Regions from separate parts of the Mus musculus genome. Here region 1 is linked to region 2. A link is a contact called in public promoter capture Hi-C data. All regions are on one chromosome and are shown on one strand. The core of a region is the stretch at or near the end of the contact, and the rest is flanking DNA. Distances in the headings are between cores, read along the strand shown.

Region 1 (4,666 bases), core at 942-3,441, 160 kb before region 2:
GGAATTTGTTAGGCTTAACAAATCTCATGCAGTACTTAACAGGGTATGTTTTCATCATGACCCTATTCTTAGTCGAGTTATTTTTGTGCATCAGTGACTGACAGGCATATTACAGCACCCATATAAAGTAGCTGGCAGGCGTGGAACAAGATGGCTACAGCTATGCACGCCTCAACACAGATAAGTTTTAAATGTTCAACTGCATGCACATAAGAATATCCATTGAGGGAATGGTTGAAACAACGAAAAGCAGTTAGCAGCAACCCATATCACCCAACTACTGGAATTTAAATAAAATATCTTATCCTTATTTGATGAAATACAGCCATCAAAGACTAGAATATGGCTCAGTGGACAAAGTGCTTGCTGTGCCAACATGAGGATCAGAGTTCAAATCCCCAGACCCCAGGCAAAACCCAGACATAAAAGCTCGCATCCCTAATTCTCCAGAAGCCAGGGAGACAGAGACAGGCAGTTCCCAGAGGCTTGTTAAACAGCCAGTCTTAGCTGACTGGATGAGCTCCAGATGCAGTTTGAGGACCTGTCCCAACAAAATGTAGTGGAAAAACAAACTAGGAAGACACCCTGGTGCAAACCTTTGAACTCCATGTAGTCCTTCATGCATGGATTAGAACACCAACACATGAGTGTACACACACAGAAGTGGGGGAGGGCTAGAAGAAATACTAAATGATAAGAAAATATTATTCATATATTGTGTTTACATGGAATATGGGCATGTGTGTATCACAGCGCCCATGTGGGGGTCTGAGAACAATCTGAGAGAGCTGATTCTCTCCTTCCACCATGTGGGTTCTAAGGTTCAGTCTCAAGATGCCAGGCTTGGCAGCAGACACCTTTACCCACCGAGCCCTCTTGCTGGCCCTCCACCTCAGTTTTTGAGACAAAGCCTCTCTCACTGAACCTGGAGGGGTTGAGGTATGGACTCAGGTTTTTGTGGTTGCTGCAGAAAGCACTTCATCCACCATGCTGGCTTCCCAACCAAAACCACAGTAAGATCTTGGCCGCCAAAATATGAATAGAAATTAAAAGGCCAGCCAGTAAAAGTGCCTTCTCTAAACTGTTCAACATTCAGTAGCTGCTTTATGGGAAAAAAAAAAAAAAAAAAAACCCTTACAGTGGAATCCATTACTTATTTCCTCAGGGCAGGGAATAAGGGAGGGAGGAACTCACCAATAAAATAGTATCTGGTGGTAGGGATGGGGAGAGAAAGAAAGAATATTGGGGAGCTTTTAATCTGTAAAGATCAATTTAGCAAATCAAGTTTTATAAAATCGTAGAGTTACCTCTACTTGTGATACAAATTTATTACTCGTTTTCACAAACTGAAATCATGGAAACTCTTCTGTCGCCGCCCCCAAACTACAAGCTTACATCTGCAATGTTAATAAACACCCACTTAGAATTAACTGCAGGGAATTACTAACAGTCAAAAGACCTGACTATTTCCAACAAGGTATGTAGAGAAACAGAGTAGACGAATTGCCGGAAGTATGTGTATGCCCAATGTTCCAACACTGAGTTTAATAAAAGAAAAATTAGAAAAGGAAATACTACCTCCCTCCAAACTCCCTGTCACTGCTACATACCTTGATTCTTGCTTTTTCTATAAATTCAAGAGGGGCTTTCCCAAACTCAAGTCCAGCTCCAATCCAGGGAATCCAGCCTTGGATGCACGGGGGTCCAAGCAAATTCTTCAACCGAGAGAATAAGAAAAGAACACAGCTTCCCAGAACGGCGATTGCTATTGGTGAGAATAACTCCATAATGCCCATCTTCCAGAATCAACAGACGTTTGAAAACGTCCTTCTCCAGGGGAATCTCCTAGTCCCCCGCCGACTGAGGAAAATGCGCCCAGTTTTGCAAACTCTGAGCCGAGAAACTTTTTAAACAAATTCTCTTGCGTAACTGTGGTTCCTTTGCCCCGCCCCAGTTTTTGTGTGATTTTTGCATTGTGGCTATCTTCCACCTTCCCACGGCTTTCAAATTATGAGAAAAAAAAAAAAAAAAAAAAAAAAAAAAAAAGCTTTGATTTGAACTGGGCTGGGCTGGGCTGGGACGGAGGAGGCGGGAACACATCCTGAGGCGGCGGAGCTCGAGTAAACTAGCTGTTTGCAGCGGGCGCCTAGCTACCAGCCAATCAGAGAAGTCGCTGAGCCCCCAAGAACTACATTTCCCAGAAGCCTCTTGGGTGCGGCTTTGTTTTTCAGCACCTGAGGCCGCCGGACCGGTCCAGCTACCAGGCGGGCGGCGCCTTTGCAGAGCGTAATAAAGGCACATGGTCCTGACCTGACCTCTCTCGGGCTGAAAAGGGGCGGCGCCGGCAGGGTGGCAGGTTCCCAGGCGACCAGCGGTGCCCAGTGGTCCTGACTTGCTGCTGAATGCCTATCGCCGAGGAGGAGAAGCTGCTGCCGCTCACGCAGAGATGGCCCCGGACGAGCAAGTTCCTACTGTCCGGCTGCGCCGCAACCGTGGCCGAGCTAGGTACCGGCCGCCCCCGCCTCGGCCTCCCCAGCGAGTGGCTGCGGCATCGTGCTGGGGGAGGGATGGGCGGGCAGCCTCACTCCTGGCTGGAGTGCATCTTCAGAGGTTGGACCCTCGCAAGGATGTGGTCAGGTGCCCAGTAGGCCAGCTTCGGGAGGAGCGTGGATTGGAGGTGTCCAGGGTCCTTGTCTTCCCATCCCCAGGGATGTTGTCTTATGCCTGAGTGAGTACTCTTGGGCTCTTCATGAGCCCTATACCTCTCTAGGAAACATTTCCCCTTTCGTAAGGATGACCTTTATAGAACCATAATCCATTTGTTCACAGTTTTTTGGTTTGGTTTTGGTTTGTTTTTTTCTTTTTCATCCTCCCTGGGATCGTTTTTTGTGGTTTATAGTCTTATGCTGCCTCGGGAGTCTTTAAGATTTGAGTTGGGGGAAGGGGGACAGTGAGTCCTACCTTGAGGGACTCCAATTGTTAACCATCCCTCTGGAACATTTGCTTAATGCCAGTCAGCCACATCACTTCTCTGAGCCTATACCCGTTAAGGGGAATTCTGAGAAGTAATTTTTATATGTGGTAAATGCAAGGTAGGGGCAGCATTATTCCAGTTGATGCAGTAGTGGGTCCTGGATATACAATTGCAAAAAACCCCAGTGTGGCCTTCTTCCAGGCTCAGTGGGGTGGCGGGTGGGGGGTGGCACATGCAGAGAAAGACATTTATTTACAGCTGCTGCCTGTTGCAGAGAAGCTATTTCTGTGTGTTCCAAGAACATTATAGGAACAAAACAAAACAAGACAGATCCATCTGCCTAAGTGAGTTCAAAGAAACAAACAACAACAACAAATAAATAAATAAGTAAATAAACAGACCACCTAAAGTGGATTACGGCACTATGGCATGAGCAAAGGGTGGGGGTGTTGTTGTGGTTGTTGTTGTTTTTCAGGAAGGGGGCAGGGAGGTTTTGAGTACAACCTGTGGTCTCTGTGAAGCTATTTGAGATTACCCTTACATTTTTTTGTCCATTAAAAAAAGAAAGAAAGAAAAAGGAAAATGTCTCTGGTGCATTAGTTATTTGAAAATGTTATCCAACCGTCTCTAGCGGAGCTTTATTTATTTTTATGCCTAGCATAGCCAGCACACTACCTATTGCTTTGCCCTTTAGACTCTTCCTTTCTTGCCTTTGGCCCATCTATTTGTCTTCTTTCTAATCAAAGCTAACACAATTTTATTTTCCTTAATCATTGATTTTCCTAAATAAAATTCACCAGCTTCTAAAGACATCTAAAACGAGTCAGCCGAGTGATGAGCTGCATTAGTGGTTTGATGGCTCCCTGAAAGCTCAGTGGCTTGTCCAGAAACGGTCCTGTGAAATGTGTTGGGGAGAAACGGGTGAAGAATAGGGACAGAAGGCCAAGGGATCAAAGTTAGTTGGTAAAGGGGAGTTCACACTGATTCAGCACGAATGCCCCAGCCACAAGGTAACCAAAGGAAAAGGAAGGAAGAAAACATGTGTTCTGAGAAGCAGCATTTGTACTTAGAGCTCTTGCCTCTTCATACTTTGCTCAGTTTCATGTGTTGATAAGACACTTTTTAAGGTGTGTGTGTGTGTGTGTGTGTGTGTGTGTGTGTATACCACTGGAAACTTTTTAAGACTCCATATATATGCAAGATAAGAAAACATCTTAGGGACATTATTGGTTAGCAACTTTTCCAGAACCTAATGGAAAGATGTAACACATCCCCCTCCCCGCCCCCTCTCCTGTCTTTGGAAAGGTATTCATGGATCGTGGATCAGGCAGCGGTCACTGAAAATCTTTGTGTACTCTAAGCGATGTTCATGAGCTTGACCCCATATCCTTCTTAAGAGTTCTTCAGGGTATTGTGTGTACGAAGTGTATGATGGACCAAGTAGCTAGAATAGGCTTTCAGATCAAGATAAACTGTCTCTAATTCAACATATAAGCAAATTTTCCAGTTAACTAAAGTTGCGACTTACAAAGAACTCATGAATAGGCCATGTATAAAACTTATCCGTTCAGAAGTTGCCTCAGTTTGAAGAACATTGCTACCCCTGTATACAGAAGATGTTCCAACCTCATTGCATCTTCTCCATCTCAAACATCAGTCCTGTGATTCATTCTCGGGGAAGAAGAACCTATA
Region 2 (4,687 bases), core at 348-2,847:
GCGTGGCACATAACTGGTAACTAATTAACAGCTGCCATCAATCTCATAAAAGACAGTGTCAGAATTCTGCACCTTTCCTGAATCCTTCTTTTTATTCAGTTATATGCAGTGTAAATACTTTTCCACCTGTGGCTTTTCCTCTAATTATGTTAGATATTTGCCCCCCCCCCCCAGAATCAACTTTTTAAGAAGAGTATCTACTATCAGGATTGAAAATAACCATTAACCCTTTCCTTGAAGTTTCCTGTCCCGACGTCACATTGACAAGAGTGGGCTGGGCGTGATGGTAAGAGTTTATTATCTTGGTACTCCTTGGAGTCTAATGCAGGAGGATGGGGAGTTCAAGGGCATTCTTGGCTACATCCCTGGCAAGCCAAACTGGGCTACCAGAGGAGAGGGGAGGGGCAGGTAAAACTTTGGTCTATCTAAATTAACTCTTCATTGTAATTTCAAAGCTTTCCCTTATTTAAGCAATTTTAGCCAATCTCAAGCTCTGAGATTTGCTAATCTCTACCTTTATCTTGAGCAGTGCTTCTCAGCCTGTGGGTCAAGGTCCCTTTGGGTAGCCTGAATGACCTCTTCATAGGTGTTGCACATCAGATATCATGTATATCAGATATTTACATTATGATCTATAACAGTAGCAAGACTGCAGTTAAGAAGGAGCAACAAAGGAGTTTTATGGTTGGGAGTCACCACGAGACAAGCAACTCTATTAAAGGATCCTCAGCATTGGGGAGTTTGGGAGCTATTGTTTAGGGTTTCGATTTTCTGAACACAATTTTTAATGTTATTAAAGAGAGCAAAGTTTCCTTATAGCACTTTTGATTCTTCCTGTGTAACAAAGCCCCACATACACATGAGTTTCTTTTGACATTCTATTCCATTCCAAACCCCGATATCTTCGATAATTATATTTGCTAATTATCATAACCCTAACCCTTTCCCTGCTTTGTTTTATTTTGTATTGTTTTTTCTTAAGAAGGTTCTTGGTATTTCTGTTATAGTGATTCTTGGTTTTTGTTTTTTTAAAAAACTTTCTTTTAGACAGTTTCTTATTTATTCTTGCAAATTTATGCCTTTGTGTGTAAATTTTGAAAATAGTCTGTAATACTCCACTGGAAAACATTGGTAGGATCTTTACTGAAATGGCACTGAACAAACATATAGACTAATATTGTAGTGGTCATGGACATTTTATTTTTGTGTGTGGGAGTATATGGAGAGAGAAATAGAGGAAGAAGACAGGCAGAGAGAAAGAAGATATGCAGAGAGAAAAGGTGTGAGCCATGCATTGGTGACCCGCCGTGATTGTGATTGTAACAACTCATAAAATTTGAGTTCATCTTTGATTGGCAGTGTGTAATATTATCATGCCTTAATTACTATTCATATTTCTGTCCTGAGGGCACTGTGTATAGCTTGTTATCATATGTCTGTTCCACTGCGAATTTTTAAAACTTTCTCCCAGTCTCTTTTAGAGCAGGCTCCTTTGTACATGCCCACAAAAGTGTCATTCATTCTTGTAGACTACGCGTACTAAGAGGCACAGTATCCACAGCACGGTCAAAGTTTGCACCGCGACAGTGAGAGCAAGGTCCAATAGGTTTTTATGGCAAGGAGGCTTGGCAGATCCAGTTCATTTGCAATAATGCTTTGGATACAACCTGCGTGTCTTCTCTCACTGATTTTTTCTGCCCACATAGCAGCTGTATCGGTAAGTAGATACTACCTACTTCCATAGATATTTAAGAGCATCCGTTGTAGCCTGTTACCCATTTTGTGTACACTTGTTTCCTTCCAGATTAAGCATCTTTTGAATGGATCTGGTAAGAGGCATTTCCCATGCAGTTTTTTTCTGAGTTGTCTTCAACAAGGCTTAAGTTTTCTTCAACAACAGTTTTTTTTTTTCATTATTTTTCTTTTGGCAGATCACGATACAGATGTTGGTGAACAGAAGGATATTTTCGAAATCAATTTAGGTGAGCTCATTGTCTGAAATATTGAGGCCTGGAAATCGTGTGTTTATTATTTAAATCATCCGATTGATTGACCAATGAGGCAACGTCTCTCTGTGTAGTCCTGGGTGGCTTGGAAATTGTTAAAGCAAAGCCAGGGTGGACTTAAGCTGGCATTCACCCTTCTGCTTCTACCTCAAGACTTCCAGGATCATGGATAGGCAGCTCCATGCCTAATTTGAAAGGATTTAAAGAACTATGACAGGATTGCCTTTTGGAGAGACAAGTTTATTGGTGCTTACTGGCATTAGAGGTTTCTAGGAAACGATGGTGCCTGAGAGAAAGAGGCTTACTTTATACTGTGAGTGCTCATGTCAGTATAGGTGCAAGTATGTTTGAGGAGACCGGCGGTCCGTTTCAGTTATGTTCCTAAGGATCTATCCACCTTGTTTTTCAGACAGGCTCTCTCTTGGTCTGTGTCTTGACACAGACTAGTCAGTGTGACCTGGGGATCTACATGCTTCTGCCTCTTTGTCTTTGGGATCCAATTACCCCTGGGTTTTCCCTTGACTTCCAAGGTCCAACAGTTTTACCAGCTGAACCACCACCCCAGGCCCAAAGTTAACTTTTTCTAAGGAAGCTAATGAGCCCTGACTGGATCTAAGCTCACGTAACAAGTTTTCTGTTTATGAAAAACTCATAGTTTCTAGTTTGAAATGGAAGAATGGGTAATTATTATACTAGCTAAATAAACTATAAAGAATAAGACGGTAGTTCTATTTTGTAGGAGAAAGATCCCAAGCCTGGACAGGTCAATCATATGTACTGGTGGCTAGGTAGTTGATGAGGTATAAAAGAGTAAATAAATGTATTTCTATTTGGATAGCTCGTTCAGAAATGTATTTATTGAGGAACCCATGTTATCATCCAATACCAAGAGGAAAGACATCAAGGTGTTTCCTGTCTTGTCCCTGTGTTCTGCTTCTGCGGTTTCAGAGAAGCCTTTGCATAGTGACATCTTTGAATGGGACTGATGTCAGTGGAGGGACACTTGGTCACAATCACCTTAGGGTTTGCAAAGACATCCATGTCTAATGCCATCTGAGTCTTGTAATGGGGGAAATGCTGGTTTCCTTATGCAGGAAGACACAGGAAATGTCCCGTGGTTGGAGACTCACTCAGGATTGCAGGCTGCAGCGGGGAACCCGCTCGGGGTCTTTAGACCTAAAATCACAGCAGCTGAGTCCTGTTTGAAGATGACCTCTCAAAATGGTGTGGTGGCAAACACCTGTAACCCCAGCACTGGGGAAGCAGGGGCAGGCAGTTCTGAGTTCAAGGCCATCCTTGACTATGTAGAGAGATCACAATCAACCTGAACTACATGAGACCAGAAAAGAAAGAGAAACGGACTGGATGAAATACTCCAGTTACTTAGTGGGAGAGTGTGGTATATTGTAATCAGTGTTAACATGTAGCAATTATTCGGCATTTCTTCTTCTTTGATGATGATGATGGTGGTGGTGGTGATGATTTTGTTGTTGCTGCTGCTGCTCCTGCTGTTTTGAGACAGGGTTTCTCTCTGTAGCCCTGGCTGTTCTGAAACTTGCTTTGTAGACCAGGTTGAGCTCAAGCTCAGAGATCTGAATTCCTTCACCCCAGGAGTGCTGGGATCAAAGGTGGGCACCACCATGCCTGAGTGATGATTAGCTATTTCTGTTTGGAGCACATTCTAGAGCACCTTTATAGGTAGTATTGTCGTTGAAGCATCATGGATACTCATATGGTTAAGGAAACATGATAATAATTAGTCAAAGCCAAGACTTGAATCCAGGCAGGCCTATTCTGTGCATTTTTAATTAGGGTAAAGTTAAAAATTAATGAATTAATTAAACATTATTTTAAAAGACAAATGGAGCTCATTCAAGGGTTGGGAAGTTTTCCCAGGATCTTTCCGTTTAAGAATCTTAGTTTTATGAGTTCTTTGAGGTCGTGGATAAGCAAGTCAAGCAGTGTGTGTAGGTCCATTCTGCAAGGCCTCTGAAAAGCAGGGTCTTGGAGACATACATAGCCTTGGATGGATCTGCACATAGTCTCCAAGGGCGTTGTCCCTAGGTTCAGGAGCTGCCTCCTTCCTCTTGGGAGAAAATCCACTCAGTGCATTTACCTAGGTGAAGGGGAGGGGCCATGAAAGGGCTGGGATGAGACACCAGCTGTAAAGCTCACCTGGACAATGGCCTCCTAGTTCATGACCTCTCTGAGCGCCATCTTTTTTTCTTTTTTCTTTTTCTCTTTTTAAAGATTTATTTATTCATTTAATGTATATGAGTACACTGTAGCTCTCTTCACACACACCAGAAGTGGGCATCAAATCCCACTACAGATGGTTGTGAACCACCATACGGGAATTGAACTCAAAACCTCTGGAAGAGCAGTCAGTGCTCTTAACAGCTGAGCTACCTCACCAGCCCTAATTTTTTTTTCTTTAAAGAAGCAAAGCTTTAGAGTTCATGAACAACATAATCCTTTCTAACTCATCTTAGTTATAAGGTTATTTTAAAAATATCATTATTTTCTACATATAGATGTTTCAACTATATCAAGTGCATGTTTGATCAGAAAAGGGCATTGGTCCCCCAGGGATGGTGTCGCAGATAGTTGTGAGCTGCCATGGAGGTGCTAGGAACTGAATTCAGGTCCACTGTAGGAATAACCAGTGTTTTTATCCACCG

The links. Capture Hi-C pulls out chosen DNA fragments and counts their contacts.
Region 1: a contact with region 2 is called in a promoter capture Hi-C map of adipose tissue. The contact joins the promoter of Slc25a27 here to the promoter of Mep1a in region 2. A contact is called at or near these places in 5 of 39 promoter capture datasets (the C10 cell line, cranial neural crest, macrophages and 2 more), 2 of 484 Hi-C or Micro-C datasets (the HL-1 cell line and nephron progenitors), 1 of 115 datasets of contacts at active chromatin or transcription factors (pancreatic cancer cells) and 3 of 9 other capture datasets (adipose tissue, liver and pancreatic islet).

What each region holds. Positions count from the first base shown.
Region 1 is chr17:43,664,739-43,669,404 of GRCm38.p6, reverse strand. Slc25a27 (solute carrier family 25, member 27) reads left to right here and starts at 2,191. Exons shown (of 9, transcript NM_001357122.1): 1 at 2,191-2,505. The coding sequence starts at 2,403. It overlaps Cyp39a1 (cytochrome P450, family 39, subfamily a, polypeptide 1), which reads right to left and starts at 2,033. Exons shown (of 12, transcript NM_018887.4): 1 at 1,611-2,033. The coding sequence starts at 1,796.
Region 2 is chr17:43,499,683-43,504,369 of GRCm38.p6, reverse strand. It overlaps Mep1a (meprin 1 alpha), which reads left to right and starts at 1,597. Exons shown (of 14, transcript NM_008585.3): 1 at 1,597-1,717; 2 at 1,805-1,829; 3 at 1,932-1,982. The coding sequence starts at 1,613.